Regions from separate parts of the Triticum aestivum genome. Here region 2 is linked to region 1. Evidence: chromatin contacts called from public Hi-C data. All regions are on one chromosome and are shown on one strand. The core of a region is the stretch at or near the end of the contact, and the rest is flanking DNA. Distances in the headings are between cores, read along the strand shown. Region 1 has its middle 8.1 kb from the start of LOC123152225. Region 2 holds the start of LOC123152247 (solute carrier family 35 member F1).

What was found. A called contact is a pair of places that touch in the nucleus more often than the background predicts.
Region 2: a contact with region 1 is called in a Hi-C map of leaf, with 3 times the contacts expected there. The contact joins the promoter of LOC123152247 here to the enhancer-like site in region 1. A contact is called at or near these places in 2 of 5 Hi-C or Micro-C datasets (both in leaf).

The regions. Positions count from the first base shown.
Region 1 is chr7A:275,309,131-275,313,448 of IWGSC CS RefSeq v2.1, reverse strand. It overlaps the pseudogene LOC123152227. Among protein-coding and RNA genes, the nearest start is that of LOC123152225, 8.1 kb to the right of the region's middle. Within about 2 kb of position 1,783, at least 5 of the 8 cell types and tissues checked have an H3K27ac peak or open chromatin away from gene starts, as enhancers often do. A contact at or near this core is called in leaf, where this site is marked.
Region 2 is chr7A:275,899,493-275,903,919 of IWGSC CS RefSeq v2.1, reverse strand. It overlaps LOC123152247 (solute carrier family 35 member F1), which reads right to left and starts at 1,769. Exons shown (of 11, transcript XM_044571840.1): 1 at 1,456-1,769; 2 at 632-726; 3 at 112-169. The coding sequence starts at 1,606.

The sequences.
Region 1 (4,318 bases), core at 534-3,033:
TCAAGATGATCCTGATATGGAGAGTTTGCTAGCACATAAGGTCCAGCAAGATGAAAAGACCATTGTTGAACAAGGACAACAATTAAGTATTTTTTTTAACTGCATGTAACATCAAGGGAGAAGTTTGCAAACTGATAATTGATGGTGGTAGTGCTAGCAACATGATTAATAAGGATGTGGTGAAATCTCTTTTGTTGCCAACATGGGAGCACCCAAGACCGTACTATATGAAGTGAATAAATGATGTTGGCAAAGTGAAGGTAACTCACAGGGTGAAGGTTTCTTTTTCTGTGGATGGCTATGTTAATAAGGTGGAATGCGACGTTATGCCACTACATGTTTGTCACCTTATTTTGGGGCGTTCGTGGCAGCATGATGTTAACGCTCTTCATCACGGGCGAACAAACAAATACACTTTTATGCATAAAGGTAAGTTCTATGCTATTCTTTCCAAGGATGCACAGAATATATAATGTATTATAGAAATGTTCAAGAAGAAATCTGCAAGGCCTAAGTCGAAACCAAGGACGGTTTCCTTTCAAAGGGAGAGAGGATGATGTGACACCATCTGTCATTGCTAAAAATATTCTTGATAAGGCCAACCAGAGAAGGTATGTAATTCCTGCGAGACGCAACAAGAAAAAGAAATAGAAAAAATGTATGGTATTGGGGGACAATTTTGTACATAATGACATGATGCCAACACATATTTCTACTCGACATTGTTCACCTGGGCGCACCAGAGGACATCGAGCTACTATTCAAAACCCATGCATGCAAACTTAATTATGTGAGCACACAAGGAAAGATCTAATGAGCATACAAGGAAAGCTAGCTTTGCTTTGGACGTTTGTGATCAGTTTGCCGGAATTTTAAATTAGCTAAATCTTGTTTAGTTAGATTGTTTCTTTAATTTCTTATTATGATTTGGTCAAAGTACGAGAGTTGGATAGTTTGTTAAGTTTTTTTTGAGACAAAGGATAGTTTGTTAAGTGGTGTTAGAGTCCAGATCGGTTTCAAAGTTAGGAAACAAACCGGGCTTAGCCCATGTGCCTGTGAGCACTATTAAAAGCCATATGGGCCGTGTACGAGGGGCAGCTTTTGTTTTATGTTATTTTTAGAGATGAACAGATCGATAACTCGGGGGTATCTTCGAGATGTCGTTTGATATTTGTTGAATAGCTCTAGAGGTTGTGTGATTTTGGTGTGAGATTGATTCCAGTATTTCAATTTTCGCTGGTCTGCTGAAGATCGTTCACGTACTTCCATTATTGAGTGTGCGTGTTGTTTCTGTGGTGACTGTATTTACAAGATTGCGAGCGTCACATCGTTTCAGAAGACACCTTATCGTGAAAGATTGAGAAAATTATTCGCGTTATTGTTTTTCTGTCGATGGTTGCATCAGAAAGGCTGGGCGAGGCAATTCTTAGGCGCCTATCCAAACAGCCACCAGAAATGTGGGCTAGCTAATTTTTTGGCGGGGCTAACTCTGATAGTAATCCAGACAACCCCTTAATCTCTAACGTCTCTTTCCAAGCTGCGGCGTTGGACTTGCCTTCGACCTTATAAATATTTAGGTAGGTGCTTAGATAAATAAATCGATTTTTTTAAGCACAGATGCCTATTTCTAGAGAAGAGATATCTAATTAAGCGTTTATCCTGTATAAATAAACACCATTGTTTAAAAAAAACTGATTTATTTATGTAAGCACCTCCTTACATTAAAGTACAATGCCTTTATACGCGGGGCAGCATTTAGTGTGGACCCATGGCGGGTGACGTGGCCGTTGTCTGGCCATAACTCACACCACTTTATGTAGTGCCTGCCAAGAGCTAGTCCATACACCATCAACCATTCAACCCCGAGACCCAATCACCCAAACCGCCAAGTAGCCAAAAACTCCAGCCTTCCTACACCGAGAAGCACCCAAAGCGCAGCCGCACGTTTGATCAACCCCTGTATTCCCTCGCTCTTCTTTTCGTCCCCGTCGCACCGTCTCCCACCGCGCGATGGCGCCGAGCGCAAGCCCTAGCCCAGGCCTGGCGGTCACGGCGCCGGTCCACCAAGCCCGCGTGCGGGTGCTCCACACGGGGCAGGGCCTGCCCCCTGCTGGCGCGAAGCCCGGCCCGGTGGTCTACTGGATGCTGCGGGACCAGCGGCTAGCCGACAACTGGGCGCTCCTCCACGCGGCGAGCCTCGCCGCTGCTTCCGCGGCGCCGCTCGCCGTCGCATTCTCCCTGTTCCCGAAGCCGTTCCTCCTCTCCGCGCGCCGCCGCCAACTCGGATTCCTCCTCCGTGGCCTCCGCCGGCTCGCCGCCGACGCCGCCACCCGCCGCATCCCCTTCTTCCTCCTTACCGGTACACCCTTCGCATTTATCCCCTTCTGGTGTCTGACTTGTCGGCCCCGCGTTTTCGAAAGAGGGAACCGATTTCCCGGTACGAGAAATGTATTGTAACCGTTTACTATATTTCGCTGACAGGTGGGCCCATGGAGATACCAGCGCTGATGCAGCGGCTAGGGGCGTCGGCGCTGGTCGCCGACTTCTCACCGCTCCGGCCGGTTCGCGAGGCACTGGACGCGGTAGTGGGCGCGCTGTGCCGCGATGCTGCCAGTGTGGCCGTTCACCAGGTAGAATTCGAACCGGAATCACAAGGGAAATTGCAGTCGTTTTCAGGGGAATTCGACTGAGAAACATGCGGGCTTTGTGGCATTGGCACACAGGTGGACGCCCACAACGTGGTGCCGGTATGGACGGCATCGGGGAAGCTGGAGTACTCTGCCAAGACTTTCAGAAGCAAGATGAACAAGGTGTTGGATGAGTACCTGGTTGAGTTCCCCGAGTTGGGAGAGGTGGTGCCATGGGACAGGGAGCAGCCAAAGGACATTGATTGGGATACGCTAATTGACACGGTTTGAAGGTCCGGATGTGTTGCGACAAATTCACTGCATATGTGATGTGGAATGAAGAACTTGTTATGAGTGGTGTTGGATTCTTTGCTGATGTTGCAGCCAGGCAGAGGACGTGCCAGAGATTGACTGGTGCGAGCCAGGCAAGGCGGCGGCAATGGAGGCACTTCTGGGTACCAAGGATGGGTTCCTAACGAAGAGGATCAAGAGCTATGATTCGGACCGGAATTATCCCACAAAGCCAATGGCATTGTCCGGCCTCTCTCCCTACCTGCATTTTGGGCATATTTCAGCACAAAGATGTGCTCTCGAGGCAAAAAAACGTCGCCATCTTAGTCCCAAGGTGCCATTGTTTGCTTTGTGAATCTTGTGATTTGAGACCTTATGCAATAAAATAATACTCCTATATCATTAGACGTCAGACTATATTTCTTCTTAACAGCACCAAACTGCAAATCTGAATTTCAGTGCTGAAGTTAGTATGTTATCAAACAGTGAAAGGCCAATGACTAATAGCTATGTGAAATATCAATTGCTTGGGAACAGTCAGTGGATGCTTTCTTGGAGGAGCTGATAATAAGGAGGGAGCTAGCCGACAACTTCTGCTACTATCAGCCTCACTATGATTCGGTAGCCGGGGCTTGGGAGTGGGCGAGAAAGACACTAAAGGATCATGCTGCCGACAAAAGAGAGCACATTTACACGTGAGATACTCTATATTTTGTATTTGGGCTATATATGTATATCTGCTTGTCAGCAGTGAGGCAAAAGGCTCCTTAACTAGAATTTACTTTGCCTTGCAGGAGGGAGCAGCTTGAGAATGCAAAAACAGTTGATCCTGTATGTTTTAAATAACACCGTTCTACTCCTGGAGATACTAACGTCATTCTTACCTCATTTACTAATCGAGTTAGGTGTTTTCTTCTTGGATTCTTTATCAGCTCTGGAATGCATCACAGTTGGAGATGGTCCACCATGGAAAAATGCACGGATTCATGCGGTAAAGTAAATTATGCCTAGTTACCTACTTTAGATATCATATTTTTAATGCATTTTATTTGATCTTTCATTATTTTGATGTCATTTGGGTTGGTACGAATTGCCTGAGAAGATTATTCTTGTTGCTAAAAAGATGAAAAACTAAACTAATTATGTCTATAATCCATTAACCCATGAAGATCTTACAGGTCCAAGTAGGTGGCAAATCTGTGCGATTTAGAAAAAGAACATTTGAGCATCTATGCTCCACTTTCATCTTGGGGTCACAAGACGTGTTCTAAATTATTGTTTACTTCTGCAGTTATGTTCTTTGTAAAGCATATTGCTCTGCCCTGACATGGTAGTTTTCTGCAGAATGTATTGGGCCAAAAAAATTCTAGAATGGACCAGTGGACCTGAAGAAGCACTTT
Region 2 (4,427 bases), core at 520-3,019, 590 kb before region 1:
AAACAATTATGTTTGTTCCCCCAAACATGGTGTCGCATAAAAGCCCCATTGACATTATATTCAAGGGGGGCATATACAAGATTACATTTTCTGCTTGTGTTAACTACATACCGATATAGTTAGCCTCCACATCAATAATGCCGAGGATCAAGTAGTAGTACCATTTTGTCTGCACAAAAAGAAAGTAGAGAACTTCAAGTTATATATCATTAGAGGATTCATATGATTCTGCCACTTGTGAACACTGTGACAACTTGTGCCAACAACAACAGTGTACGCAAGAACAGAATCAGAATAAGCATAAACCTTGTCATACATATAGTGATAAAGGTTGCGACCATAGGTCCAGAGTCCAGACTATTGGGATAAGACATACCAAACTTGTATCCTACAATCATCAATCATGTAGGAGGAAAACAATGCAAACCAAACTAGTACTACTGTACCAACTAGTCAAAGAGAACAAACTAGCTAGCTAGAGGTTGGCCATGTGCTGAAAGCTACAGGTAGCACAAGAGCAGGAATCCCCAAATTCCTTACGGTTCTAAAACAGTTTAATGGCTTAGCTTTCTGATCATCTCACAGTTCATCCCGAGGCGTGCTAAGAACAGAAGAGGATGGGGGATCGTACCGTGAGTGGCTGTCTCCGGTAGAGGAGTATTCCACCGTAGACAAGAGCAAGAAGGATGTAGTTCAAGAGGGACTGCGACGTTGGTGCATTGATACCTGAAAACATGGCACTGTCAGATTGCATATCAGAATTGGCCCAACATTAAATATTACTCCCTCCGTCCCAAAATATGAGAGCATTTTTTACACTAGTGTGCTGAGACTTTGGCGCTTGCATTTTTGTTTTAGTTATTACTAGTTCACAAGAGTGCACTCTGCCTCTGAACTGAGGTGACATCGTCCAAACTGACACAGAAGATCTCAATCGGCTTATAAAGAAACTAATATATTTTCTCATGGCAGAGATGATTTGTTTATAGCCTATAAACTAAAAGGGAGAACCACGCCGCATCAGATGTTGTGTAAACTGTAAAGTCTTGGGAAAAAGCCATGGAACCCCAATATTTAATCGAGAGGCTCCAAAAATCCACTTTGCTGTCGAGTGTCGACCCAAAAGCAACGGAACTGAAGAACACGAGGTAGGCGACCAATCAATCTAGATTCCCGAACACCGCCGGAGCACCACTCGAAAAGTCAGAAAGGAACAATCTCTCCGCAAATTTACCATAATTAGAGAAGAGAAAGCGGAGGGCGATGCCTCTTGTCATCCAAGAGGGAAACCAACAGCGACAGAGTGTTAACCAAAGCACAATTAGCGACGACAGAGTATTAATCAAAGCACAATTGGTGATGACAGAGTACTGATCAAACACTCGTCGGCCGTAAGCCGTCGCCCGGCCAACGGCGACACGGGGGGAGGAAGGGGCCGCGAGTTGACGAACGCACCTCGGCGCGCGAGCTCGGAGGAGGAGAAGCCGGTGGAGGTGATGAGCAGCGAGATGAGCTGCCCCAGCGCGAGGGCCAGCAGCACCTCCCGCCGAAGCCACCTCGCGCAGCAGCCACCGCCGCCCCGCTCCTCCTCGGGCGGCGGCGCCATTCTTTACCCCTTTCGAGCTGGATCAACAGAACAGGTCGATCGCGGGCTCGCGGCAGCTCGCGCGCTCCTCGTGCGGCGCCCGCGTGGCGTGGCGTGGCGTGGGCGGCAGAGGAAACGAACAGGGCCGAGTTGAACAACAATCGTGCGTGGGTTTGGAGCTGGTACTAGCAGTACTTATGGAAGGGGGTTATCGGAGGGTTGGTGATGGAGTTGGACGTCTCGGGGTGGGGTGGGGAGTGCCGGCTGGTGGGGTGAGGCCCGTCGGATCTTCTTTGCTGTTTCTGCTCTCTATTAGACCCCGCATCCGTCCCTTACCTGTAAAATAACCGTCAAAATACGGGTACAGGCCGAAAAGCCTGCCCGATCAGACTCCGCACCCCACCCCGACCCGCATAAATTTTTAGGTGGCGCGACAAATTTCCGGCCCCAACCCGAGAAAATGCGGGTTTTCCCCTCGCGATTGCGGTGCCCTGCATCACAGAGAAGCAGTTGGCGGAAGGGACATTTCAGCCCGCGCTCTTTTTCCCCTTCCTTCCGCCGCCGCCCGCCCTTGCTTCCGCCCGCCCGCCGCCGGCGATTCCGGCCATATCTGCGGGCGGAATCGCTCCGCGGGGCCGCCCCACACCCTCCCGCGCCGAGCCGCTGCACCGCCCCTCCGGATCCGGCGAGAAGAGCCGCCCCCAGTCGCCGCCGCCGCTGGGATCGACCACCGCCGAGCGCATCACCCTCGTCGCTGCCCGGGATCACTCGCCACCGATTAGTCCCTTTTTTGTGATTTTCACGAGCTGTGTAGTAGATTGACGCGCCGGCGTGCGTGTAGATGGAGTTGACCCCGTGTGAGAAGTTCTTGCTATCCGATTCGTCCGATTCGGACGACTCGGATGTGGAGACTATGCTTGCGACCTTTCGGCAGCAAACATTGGTTATGGCGCTTGCCGTGAAGGAGCATGAAGACAAGTACCGAAAGAGGAGGCGAGGATCTACTGTCGGGCGTCTGTGCATTCCACGGAATCGCCATCTTGGAAACGGGATGTTGATGCAAGATTATTTTTCGGAGAACCCTACATATCCTGCACACCTCTTCCGCAGAAGGTATCGAATGCGCCGATTCCTTTTTGTGAAAATTGTTGAAACTTGCGAGGCAAATTGCCGGTATTTCACTCAGAGAAGGAATGCCGTGGGCTTAAAGGGTTTTAGTGCATATCAAAAAATCTCCGCAGCTATGCGAGTGATTGCATACGGCGTTTCGGCTCATTAGAGACCCAAACCGGATTAGAGCTTTTCTTCAGACATACAAGGAGATTGAAAATGCAGACACACACTTTCAACTTCAGGAAGATCTCATTGAGCACCATTGGCAAAGGGCTGGACAATGACTAATTTTTGTATTCATTTGTATTTGTATTCATGACAAGTTTTGTATTGCATTATTTTAAGTTTGCTACGGTGATTTGAATAATTATTTGTAATGCGGATGATTATTATTTCATGTTTGATTTGAATAATTAAGTTTGTTTTCGATTGTTGAATTATGTTGGATTTGAGATTTGCAGGCTGATGATTTGCGGGGATGCAGCGGCGCAAAGAGCATAACCCGCATAGCCGACCCATTAAAAAAGCATATTCCACGAATATACTTTTTTACGAATCCATTTGGGGGTCTGCATTTGTGCCAGCCCGCGCCGGCCCGCAAAAGTTGTTTTACGCGAACTGCATACGCGTTTTGCGGGCCGGCGTTTTGCGGGGTCTGCTAGAGTTGCTCCTAGCTGAGCTGTCGATCCGGGTCAATGCGTTTGGAGCGGAAGTACGGTTAGTGCATCTCAAACACCGGCCTCCAAAACGGACACTATGATCCACTTAAAAATATTCAAACCCGAGAGTACTTCTAATTTAAATATTATAATCCAACTAAGTTTTCAAATAAATAATTTAAATTTAAATTCAACTCACGCATATGCCCTGGTTATCACTTTTAACCGCCCACGGATGCTTAATCAAATTTTCATGTAGGTGCTTATGATTTGCTCGGTGTCGAATTTATTAATACATTTGAACAAACTCGTTAAAGTGACTGGATTCTGATGTGGAAGTTGGATAGGATCACCCATATTCTCAAATTCCAGACCTCTGACGGCACATTCACCCTCATCCTCCACAATCATGTTGTTCATGATCACACAATATGTGACCACCTCCCACAAGGTCTTCTTATCCCATTATTTAGCAGGTCCACGAGCAACCACAAAATGGGCTTCAAACACTCCAAATGCCCTCTCCACATCCTTTCTAGATGGTCTTGACAAAGGTAGCTCAAGGAGGATAGATACCATGAGATAGTAGTCCATGTTGTATTGATGCACATTGACAGTATAGTTGCAAGGAGGACCTTGCCCTTAGTTCACCTAACAAACAATGGAGACCGCTGCAACACATTGACGTCACTGTGACACCTGGGCATGCCAAAGAAATTGTGTCAAATCCAGAAGCTTTTTAACATGGCCCTAATATTGCCATGCCCTTGTAGAGCTTTTGGGTGCATAAAATCAAGAAATCCGAGCAAACCTGACTACCTTCTTACTTCATACATTGTCAAAAGTCTTTCGGTGTCTGCGACAATTGGTTCTCTCAAGTACTGAGATCCAAACACCTCGACCACCGCAGTAGCAAATCTGACCATGGCGTCTCCGCATGTGCTCTCAGACATCTCGAGATGTTCGTCCCACGAATCCGCGTCTATGCCATATGCAAGTATCCGCAATGCAGCTGTGCACTTCTGCTAACCATAGAATGAAATCCTTCCTATGTCATTCTTCTTTAAGAT